Regions from separate parts of the Macaca mulatta genome. Here region 1 is linked to region 2. A link is a contact called in public Hi-C data. All regions are on one chromosome and are shown on one strand. Each heading gives the region's core, a stretch centred on a gene start, on an enhancer-like site or on the middle of the called end of the contact. The rest is flanking DNA. Distances are from core to core; before and after follow the strand shown.

Region 1 (5,591 bases), core at 1,733-4,232, 100 kb before region 2:
CCACGTAACTGAAAACCACTTGAACCCTTAAAGTTACCGAAATAAAACAATTTTTTAAAATAACATTTTAAAAATTACATTAAGTACAAATGGAATAAACACTGATAAGGGCCAGAGATCATCAGATTAGTTTTTTTAAGTCCTAATTATGTGCTATTAATAGAGACTTTAAATATAAAGAAATATAATAGTAAAAGGATGAAAAATGAGATAACATACATATGTAAGCATAGGAAAGCAGGAGCGGATATATTAAAAAAACTACAAATCAGGAAGTATGACTAGAAAGAAAGATATTTTACAATGATAAGAGTTAATTCATCAGGAAGTCACAACAAGCGCAAATGTTTTTGCAACTAATAACAGAGCTTCCAAATACATGAAGCAAAAACTGATGGTGTTAAGGGAGAATTTAATCCACTTATATTTAATGTAACATAAATACGGTTGACTTGGCTGGATTGAAATCTACTGATAAGGTTGGATTTAAGTCTATTGTCCCGCTATTTCTTTTCTGTTTGTCCCATCTATCATTTGTTCTTTTACAACCTTCTTTTGAATTGACAGGTAAGGTAGGAAAAAAAACTTAGTAACACACAAGATTTGAAAATGTTATCAACTATCTTGACCTAACTCAATTTATAGAATAAAAGACCCAAATGCAGAATGTACCTTCAAGTCTACACATTATATTCACCAGGATAAGGCATATATGCAAGGCCACAGAATCAGTTTCAAAAAATTTCAAATGGGTTTTGAAGAACTACACAGAAGAATGAGAAACACACAACCTGAAGTGGTGAAATACTAAGAATAGACCATCCATATTTATTAAAATTCTGCCTTGCCCATGGCTGGAGCTATTTTAGAGACAGCCTAATTTGGCAGGCATCTGTGTTGATAAAGCTATGTTAATTTTCAGGGCTAGGACAACGTATTTTTAAAAATGAAAAGGCTAAATAAAAAAGCTTTGGAAAATCCCCTGGTCTCTAAAAAGACTTTCTTAAATCCTCAAAAACATTTCTGAGAGGAAGATTCCCTGGGCTTCCTCATATAATTAATATAATAAAATATTATTCTAATACAATGGAATATTATTCTACAGTAAAGAGATGGAACAAATAATACATGCAACATTATGTTGAGCAAAAGAAGCCAGACAGAAAGGACCATGTACTATACGATAGTTCCATATGAAATTCAAGAACAGGCAACCTATGATAGAAGGTAGAGTAAGAATTACTTACAGAAAATGGTGAGTGACTGAAAGGAGACACCAGCAGAATTTCTGTTCAATATCTTGATTGGGATATAGGTTACACAAGTTTATACATTTGCCAAAACTCATCAAACTATGCAATGGTCTTTAAAATTTGTCAGGCATTAAGAATCCCAATGTCAATCCCATTTAAGTTCTTTATTTTAACTAGGAAAGAACCATTTGTTGTTGGCTAAATGTTGAAAGCATAAAATTCATTTAGGAACTAATTTAATTGGGAGTACCTTTGAAACATATGCATTAATAATACTGTTTAGCTTCTAACTGTGGCAGATGTAATTGGTGCCCCCTCTGTAATTCCATGCATGCCAGCCCAACTTTTAACTGTCTAAGATTTCAGGGAGCCCTCTGCCATTGGATGTGGTAGTCTGAAAATGCCAGAGAATTAATATCCCTTTAATATTTAAAGTTATCAGCTTTAAATATTCCAGCACACTTTCCCCTAGAAAGAGAAAATTCTGATTCATGTAATGTACATTGGTTCCCAGAATTATCCAGACAATTAAGATCTACTCAGAGTGGTAACTTGTTTGATAATGCATCATTTATCAGTTCTCTTCTTTATTTCTCTAAGTCTTTTCTAGGATTACTTTCCAAATAAAACTTTTGTATTTGAAAAATTAGGAAAGAGAAGTTGGTTGTTAGAAATTAGACATAAAAATTCCACTTTAAAAAAGAACTAAATAATGAATGAAGTTGGACATGCATGGACCTCTGCATCTAAGACTATGATGATAATATGTCACGAATCAAGGATCATGAATAATCCAATTATATGAACCTATGGTCTAAAATAAAAGGCTCAGAATATTCAGCTCCATTTCTTCTCATTCTTTGCTTACCCAGAAATCTGCTAGTTATAATTGAGTTCTTTGAGTGGACAAAACCACTTAGAAAATTACAACTTCACCATCCAAGGCCAGCCACAGTGATTCACCTGTAATCCCACTACTTTGGGAGGCCAAGGCAGGAGGATCACTAGAGCCCAGGAGTTTGAGACCAGCCTGGGCCACATAGTGAGACCCTGTCTCTACAAAAAATAATACAAACTAAGGTGGGTGTAGTGGCATGTATCTGTAGTCCCAGCTGCTCAGGAGGCTGAAGTGGGTGGATCACTTGAGCCCAGGAGCTCAAGGCTGCAGTGAGCCGTGATTGTGCCACTGCACTTCAGCCTGGGTGATAAAGACCCTGTCTCAAAAATAAAGAAAAAAAATCCTAAAGAACAAAAAATTTCACCATCCAATAATTCTCACAAAATAGCAAATTTATTTCTGGATTCTAAGTGGCTAACATATGCTTCTTTGAATGACTTGCTAAAGAAAAAGGTACCAGGAAAACATTAATCACTACTATAACAAAGGAGTGAAGCTGGGGTTCAAAGTCATAGTTCAAACTGGAGAAGCCTCTTATTTGTTGGGTGATGTAAACAGTGAAATGAGTTCTGTTTGCAGGAATTCTCAGGCTACCGGTTTCCTATTCCCACGGCTTAATAAAAATAAATTTAGGAAAGTTTTAGATAAGCAAGCTCTTGGGTATAAGATTCAAATATTATAGTAAGAGACTAAAGCGGGGGGGAAACTAACAGAAATATGTTCAGGGTGTATTTCAGGTTTGGTCAGGACCCATTTAGAGCAGATTTGAATGGGGTAAAATACCAAGGAAAGTTCCGGGCATGGGTGTGGTGGCTAAAGCGTTGGCAAGACACAATAATTTTTTGCAGGGTTGCTGACTAACTGATGTTTTAGGTCAGGCTCGCTGCCCAGTCTTTCTGTGAAGAAAAGAAAGGCCATAAGAAAACTAGCAAGTTTCTTTTAAATTTCTGTGAGAATAACATCTGTCCTAGCTTTGTCAGCTTTCTTTGGGTAAAATGCTTGGGTTCAAAAGAGAACCCTGAACTTCTTACCCAGGATAGATAGAATTCACTGAGACTAAGACACTTAAAAGAAGAAATTTCCAGAGAAAGGGAGAATGTTCACATACATTCCACTAGGTTGGTAGAACGCCACAGTATTCTGTGGTCATTATGAAAATAGAATATGTTTTCACACAAATTACTCATACCTTTCTCAACAGTTTTTTTTTTTTTTTCCTGCAAGGAGCTGTCTTTGAAGGTTAATCAGTTACACAATGATTGCCAATGCATGCAGCAATACAATCTCAGCAAAGAGAAACTATCTTAAAAAGAGAGATCATATTTGAAGCACAACAGAGTAACAACCATCAACAACAATTTACTGTACATTCATAAATAACTAAAGAATATAATTGGAATGTCTGTAACACAAAGAAATGACAGACGCTTGAGGTGACAGATACCCCGTTTACCCTGATGTGATCATTATGCCTGTATCAATATCTCATGTACCCCATAAAGGCACATACCTACTATGTACTTATAAAAATTAATTTAAAACAAAAACCAAACCAGATCTAAAGGGAGAAACAGGTACTAGTAAGTCAGTGGTTTGGAACAGCAGCATCACCTGTGAGCTAGTAAGAAATGCAAATCCCACCAGACATGGTGGCTCACACCTGTAATCCCAGCACTTTGGGGAGCAGAGGTGGGCAGATCACTTGAGGTCAGGAGTTTGAGACCAGCCTGACCAACATGGTGAAATCCCATCTCTACTAAAAATACAAAAATTAGCTGGGCATTGTGGTGCGCACCTGTAGTCCCAGCTACTGGGGATGCTGAGGCAGGAGAATTGCTTGAACCCAGGAGGTAGAGGTTGCAGTGAGCCAAGATTGCACCACTGCAATCCAGCCTGGGCGACAGAGCAAGACTCCATCAGAAAGAAAGAAAGAAAGAAAGAAAGAAAGGAAGAAAGGAAGAAAGGAAGGAAGGAAGGAAGGAAGGAAGGAAGGAAGGAAGGAAGGAAGGAAGGAAGGAAGGAAGGAAGGAAGGAAGGAAGGAAGGAAGGAAGGAAGAAAGAAAGAAAAGAAAGAAAAGAAAGAAAGAAAGAAAGAAAGAAAGAAAGAAAGAAAGGAAGAAAGGAAGAAAGGAAGAAAGGAAGAAAGAAAGAAAGAAAGAAAGAAAGAAAGAAAAGAAAGAAAGAAAGAGAAAGGGAAAGGGAAAGGGAAAGGGAAAGGGAAAGGAAAGGAAAGGAAAGGAAAGGGAAAGGGAAAGGGAAAGGGAAGGAAAGGAAGAAAAGAAAAGAAAAGAAAAGAAGAAAAGAAAAGAAAAGAAAGAAAGAAATGCAAATCCCTGAACCCCACCCTAGGTCTACTGAATCAGAACCTCCAGGGGCAGGCCCAGCAATTTGTGTTTTTCCAAGCCCGCCCACTGGCTCTGAGGCACACTCAATCACTAGACTCACACACACTGAGGCCTGTCTTTCGTCCTTGGGACAACAAGCCCTGCCCAGATGAGGTGGGAATTGGCTGACAAGGTAAATAAGGGCAGAATTCCTCTCCCCATTCCTCAGCTTCTTACTTTTCATCCAAAAATAACAGCTTTGAAGAAGCCATTCAGGTTTTAATTCAAAAAATCTCTGCCTTTAAACCTCAACCATTGTAGGTCCTTATGTCTGCAACATTTTAGATTCTTAAATATAACCTTGTTTTCTGATTCTCTGCTATATATCTGTCATCACATATTTTTTTCCTTCCCACTCCATGAGCCCAAACCGTTTTCACCACCAATCTGCTCTAACATCCCTAGAAAATTAATTCAGAATCACTTGGAAAGGGCAAAACAGGGGCAGGGGAAGTGGTGAAACCAGAAAAGGTAGGGAGTGTTGGCAGCAAGGGTGATATCTAATGTTACAACACAACTTTTTTAAAAATTGGGGTCTGGCTATATTGCCCAGGCTAGCCTCAAACTCCTGGGCTCAAGTGATCCTCCCACCTTAGCCTCCTGAGGAGGCTTCACACTGTAAAATAAGGCCAGGTGCAGTGGCTCACCCCTGTAATCCAGCACTTTGGGAGGCCAAGGCAGGCAGATCACTTGAGGTCAGGAGTTTGAGACCAGCCTGTCCAACATGGCAAAACCCTATCTCTACTAAAAAATACAAAAATTAGCTGGGCATGATGGTTTGTGCCTATAGTCCCAGCTACTCGGGAGGTTGAGGCAGGAGAATCACTTGAACCTGGGAGGCTGAGATTGCAGTGAGCTGAGATTGGAGCGCCACTGCACTCCAACCTGGATGACAGAGCGAGACTCTGCTCGAAAACAAACAAAAAAAACCTGTAAAATTAGTATAGAATGGATGATATAACTAGGAATCTGAACAGTGTTTATTTGATATTAAGGAATTACTGTCATTCTAAGGTTATTAATAATGCTATTATAGTTATCTTTTTTGAGTCCTTA
Region 2 (5,930 bases), core at 3,091-5,590:
AAAATAACTGACATAACACACCACTGATGCACTGAACTACAAGAGCCCAGAACAGTTTTTGGACAGTTGGATAACTGATTTAATTGTGAAGTTATCCACCTTTAGTTGAACAGAAAATGCTGGCCAGAAGACATTTTGTTCTCTTTATTCACAAAGAATACCCTGCATAACCGGGCATGGTGGCTCACGCCTGTAATCCCAGCACTTTGGGAGGCTGAGACAGGCGGATCACCTGAGGTCAGGAGTTCGAGACCAGCCCCGCTAACATGGTGAAACCCTGTACCTACTAAAAATACAAAAATTAGCCAGGCGTTGTGGCATATACCTGTAATCCTAGCTACTTGGGACCCTGAGGCATAAGAATCACTTGAAAACGGGAGGTGGGGGTTGCAGCAAACCAAGATCATGCCACTGCACTCCAGCCTGGGCAACAGAGAGAGACTCTGTCTCAAAAACAAACAAACAAACCAAAAAAAAAACAAAGAATATCCCACATCAAAATATGACAGTAACACTAACAGCTTTGACTCTCATATTTAAATCCATCTGTTTGACCATGGTTAAAAATAACAAAATAATCATGATAGTTATGATTATGGCTCCCTGAAAGATTTCACAACCGGCTGCTCAACTGTGATTTTTTTTTCTTAATTTTGGAGCTAATATGACTTTCTAAGGAAATCTCTGAAAATAAAAACGTCATCATGCAAAACTTCTTGCACAGACCCAAACATGAATGAATATGCATTCATTAATTCATTCCTTCATTCATTGTTTTGAAAAGGTAATTCAAACTAGGCCAGAGACATGTAATAACATCTTTGAAAAGACAGGCTGGGCACCCATGGCTCACTCCTGTAATCCTAGCACTTTGGGAGGTCGAGGTGGGTTGACTGCTTGAACCCAGGAGTCCAAGATCAGCCTGAGCAACATGGCGAAAACCTGCCTTTACTAAAAATACAAAAATTAACTGGGCATGTTGGTGCATGACTGTAATCCCAGCGGAGGCTGAGGTGGGAGGATCATTTGAATCTGAGAGGCAGAGTCTACAGTGAACTGAGATTGCACCACTGCACTCCATCCAAGGTGACAGAGCGAGACCCTGTCTCAAAAAAGAAAAGAAAAAAAAAGGCAGAGTGCTGAATAAGGTCTTCTTTCAGTTAACAGTTTGAAAATTATGCTGGTTTGGGATATAAATAAAAAGTTAATTTTAATGTAACAAATTATCAACATAATCTAAATTAACTTATACAAATGTTGTATGAATATGAAAGGTTTTAAAAGAAGTCAGCTAGTCAGTAACTGAGGGAAAAATTACCTTGTTCTGATTTATCTCATGGTGGAACAGGGAGTAACAAAAAGACTATATAAACAGTTAATTAACTGTCCCTCAGTGAACTTGTTCCCAAAAAATGTCAATGATGCCCTTGAAATTAGGCACCATTGATCTGGAACTTCAATGTGTCCCTGGATTTCAAATCAACATTTATTCATTAAGGCCTAATGACCTTAATTTTTATTTTATTTTATTTATTTATTTTTGAGATGGAGTTTCACTCTTGTTGCCCAAGCCGGAGTGCAATAATGAGATCTCAGCTCACTGCAACCTCCGCCTCCCAAGTTCAAGCGATTCTCCTGCCTCAGCCTCCCTCTCCTGCCTCAGCCTCCCTCTCCTGCCTCAGCCTCCCTCTCCTGCCTCAGCCTCCCTCTCCTGCCTCAGCCTCCCAAGTAGCTGGGACTACAAGCGCCCGCCACCACACTCGGCAATTTGTTTGTATTTTTAGTAGAAACGGAGTTTCACCATGTTAGCCAGGCTGGTCTCGAACTCCTGACCTCAGGTGATCCACCTGACTCAAGTGCTGGGATTACAGGCGTGAGCCACCGCACCCGGCCGACCTTAATTTTTAAAATTGCTCTTGGAAGTATGACAGTTGTGGGTCAAAAGTAATTTAACCAAAACCTGATCCTACCTTTCTCAATAACTCAAACATCTTTTAAGTATTCTGTGTTTTCCTCACCAGATCTGCCTCATAAACATGGACTGAGAAAGAGAAATATTGGTTTAAATTAAGTATGTAAAATTACTGCTATTACTCAAACTGTGAATCAAATTTAGAGTTTTGGTATATTCAAGTCCCTCAACTAGGACTAGTTTCTTGGAAAGAAAGTGTAAATCTGAATTTGGCACATAAGGATAACGTCCTAAAGATACTCTTCTCTACTTAACCGTCTGGCTTTTGCAGCCCCATCTTTTGGTATTACAAATGCAGTTGGAACACTATCAACCAAGGAACACTACACTGAGTTCACATTATCCCACTCCACAGCTCTATCCTACTGAAAAAGTACACTGGAAATATGGTATGTTTTATGTACTCCCCATAGAACATAAATAGAAAAGACTTGTTCACCATTATTGCAGAGCCATTTGCAATTTTTGTGTCTTAAGCCAAAATACAAACCAAAATTAAAATGTTCTTGTCTTTCCAATAAAGCAAATTTTCCTTTCTCAAAAAGCCTGCTATTTATCCACCCTATTTAATTTTTGCAGGAACTAAGAACAATACAGACCCAGGTATGTCATAAACAACGGCACAACCAAACACTTCTTTCTAGTTCTGAAACCTAATGATCATCTGGCTAGAAAGATAGAGAACCCCATGGATAGTCCTCTATCCCATTTCCTGACTTGGGTTTACTAGAGGTACTGTTGTGTCTTCTTTGTTTCTCCATCTCCTGGAAATGCTTTTTCCTTCAGGGGCCTGGGATATGGATTTTGACTCACAATGAAGTCCACTCCCATTTCCTCCAGACCTGGCAACAGTAGGATCCTCACTGCTAAGGAGGAACTTCGGTGAAAGAAAGGGGAAACTTGACTCAGGAGTCTCAGCGCTGACTTTTTTTTTTTTTTTCCTTCCTGCTCCAGAAGAGAGCCTTAAAGCACTGATGAGAGGGTCCTGAATCAGTGTATGGAGTCAATTTCCCCGCCCCTTCGAGAAAGTCAATCACACCCAGTTAGTGACCAGGGCACACAAAATCTCCACACAGGAAAAAGACAGCGTTTGAAACAGGAAATAAACAAAAATCAGAATTCTGTTCTTTCACTTCTTAAAGTATCTTTTCACTTCTTAAAGTATCTTTTTCCTCCCGACAGGCAATTGCTTTCCCAAAATACCAAACTTGGACTTTGAAATCAAGTTCTCTTTCTATTGCTCTCCGCAGTTCTCACTGAAAGAAAGGATTTGTTTTGGTCCCACATGTTGAAAAATTCACGACTCTATAATTAAGAGTTTATATGCCACGCCTTCTACCGCATTTCCCTGTTAAAACTCCCTTCTCTAAAAGAGATCCCTGAAAACACAACTACCAGCCCACCTTTAAAGCAGCCACAGGAAACAGATCTGAAGATTCTCAGCAGCCATCCTAACCCCTCCAAATACAAAGTTGGCAGCTGAAGGGATTTCTCGGTTAAAATGAGCGAATACTAGTTGCAGTTTTAGAAGTGTGCCCCCAAGAGACGAGTTTTCCCACAAGCTCATAATTAATACACACCCCAAGTGAATTTCTCACGTCCTGACTGGATTACACAAAAGGATATTTTACATTGATATATAAGAATAACACTGATATTCTTTTAATATATAATAGGCCACAAGGAGACAAAAAAAATACAAAACTTTTTTTCTTTTCAACGAGCATAATTTTTGAGTCGATGATTCATAATTTTTTTGCGGCATTTTAAAATCCCCCAATGTAGAGAGACACACACCCCTCTGGTTGGGGTTCTCAGGTATTACTGGGAACCTAGGGTGTGGGGGTCTAAGGATACAGACAAGACCTAAACGTCCAATCCTGGAGTATTCTTCACGTACAAGCTCGGTCGGAGCCCCAGGAGTTAAGCCCTACCCTCCACCCCTACCACCCCCCAAAAGTGCCCATTCCCATTGGGAAACAGGAGTGAGTTGCACAAGGAAATCGACCCAGGGAAGAGGAGGAGCAGCTGCAACAGCCAGCTGCAGCCACACAACGGTGCCACTTCCCTCCCGTCTCGTAGTGGAGCAAAACGCCCTTACCTGGGGGGTGGAGAGCCGCCGGCACTAGTTCCAAAAGTTCTCGTCCACCTCCTCTTGGAGCTCAAAGCCCCAGCACTCCGGCCCGTCCGCCGGCTCGCAGCACACGAGTCCTTCCCCGTCCCTTCCCCACCCTGCCTGCACTACACCATGTCAGGAATCCGGGCAGGCACCGAGCTGGGAGCTGACATCACTCCCAGTTCAGGTACCTCCCCCTCCCACTGCCGCCCTTCTCTCCTCCCTCCCTGCAGGAATCAGCCAAAGAGAGTCAGCAGTGGGGCGGAGCCGGAGGCGCCTGCGCGCCCGCTGATTGGAGCCGGGGAACGTCACTCAGAGGAGTCCACTAATTTTATACATTCCTCGCTGAGCCAGACTAGGGCTGAAAGTGGGTGGATGGAAGAAAATGCTGCCCTTCCTGCTATCTCTAAGGAACGGAGATAATGCGATGGGGAAGAACCTGGCGGGTCGAGTTTTAGACTTTTCTTGTTGTAGTTACTGAGATTGCAGATCAGAAACGAAACTAACCCACGCGAACCCCCTTTTTAAGGAGAAACAATTGCCTCAGTGTCACGGGCACACGGGCATGTACGAGCCCGGCGGCGCGTGGTGTAGAAAATGGCTAGCTTTAAGCCATGCAAATAAAGGAAAACGTCAGCTCACCCTTCTGCCCTTTTATCCTGGGACTGCTGGGTGTTCCCTTAGACGGGGAATGTAGAGCTTCAAAAGCACTTCAGAAAGATTTGGAAGAGACTCCTGAAAACGGTGACCGAGCTTTGAATTGCTAAGTGGTGTTATCAGCCACATGGCTGCTTTTGCTTTTAGCGATGAAAATCACACCACACAAGCTTCTCGGGCAAGTAAAATTGAATCTCTGAAGCAAGAAAAATTTATTTACTCGTTTAAAGACCTTAAGGCTGCTGTTTTAATGCACACACTGAAAAGGGTGGAGGAAGGAGGGACCTCACAATTGAGTTCCACAAACCACATGAGAATAATTACTGTTGAATGGAACCAATTGTAGTGGCTGAGCTATCAATTAAGAATTAACTAACGTTTATCCTTGACAGATATCATGCGGTATAATCCCCTTGGCTGACAGAAGAGAAAGATTCTCAGAAGATGGTTCTTTCAAGGCAGATGCTACTTAGAGGCAGGACTGAATGGTGAAAAGCAGCTTTATTTGTGTGAGATATAGGTAGCATATAACCCACCATCTTCTAGAAATATAGTGAATTAATAACTTTCTTTTTTTCTCTTTTTTTTTTTAAAAAACAGCTCACTCTGTCACCCAGGCTGGAGTGCAGTGGCACGATCTGGCTTACAGCAACCTTCTCCTCCCGGGTTCAAGTGATTCTCCTGCCTCATCCTCCGAGTAGCTGGGACTACAGGCGCCCACCACCACACCCGGCTAATTTTTGTATTTTTAGTTGAGAGGGGTTTCTGCCATGCTGGCCAGGCTGGTCTCGAAATCCTGACCTCGAGTGATCCACCTGCCTCTGCCTCACAAACTGCTGGGATTACAGGTGTGAGCCACCGCGCCAGGCTTCATTGTTTTTTGATTGATGACATGCCTTACATTTCACCGATCTGCCAAAAATTGTAGAGGGATGCACAGAATCCAGCATTGTGTCTTGTTTAATCTTCCCAATCATCCTGTAAATTGAGTGTTATTAGCCCTATTTTAACATAAGGAATCAAAGGCTCAGCAAAGTTATGTAAGTAAATTTCTCCAGATCACCCGGAACTTGGATTGAAACCAAGGTCTATTTGACTCCAAAGCCATAGTTTTTCTTTCCATATCTCAAGTATTGAGTGTCCATAATATATATTTTTTCAAACAATAGAATGCTACAAGAAATC

The links. Hi-C and Micro-C count contacts between places; a contact is called where the count stands out from the background.
Region 1: a contact with region 2 is called in a Hi-C map of fibroblasts, with 2.2 times the contacts expected there. The contact joins two enhancer-like sites. A contact is called at or near these places in 3 of 14 Hi-C or Micro-C datasets (CD4 T cells, fibroblasts and liver).

The regions. Positions count from the first base shown.
Region 1 is chr11:29,980,047-29,985,637 of T2T-MMU8v2.0, reverse strand. The region is part of intron 1 of PPFIBP1 (PPFIA binding protein 1); the gene reads right to left. Among named protein-coding and RNA genes, the nearest start is that of PPFIBP1, 50 kb to the right of the region's middle. Within about 2 kb of position 2,982, at least 1 of the 40 cell types and tissues checked has an H3K27ac peak or open chromatin away from gene starts, as enhancers often do.
Region 2 is chr11:29,876,606-29,882,535 of T2T-MMU8v2.0, reverse strand. No RefSeq gene overlaps it. Among named protein-coding and RNA genes, the nearest start is that of PPFIBP1, 53 kb to the left of the region's middle. Within about 2 kb of position 4,340, at least 37 of the 40 cell types and tissues checked have an H3K27ac peak or open chromatin away from gene starts, as enhancers often do.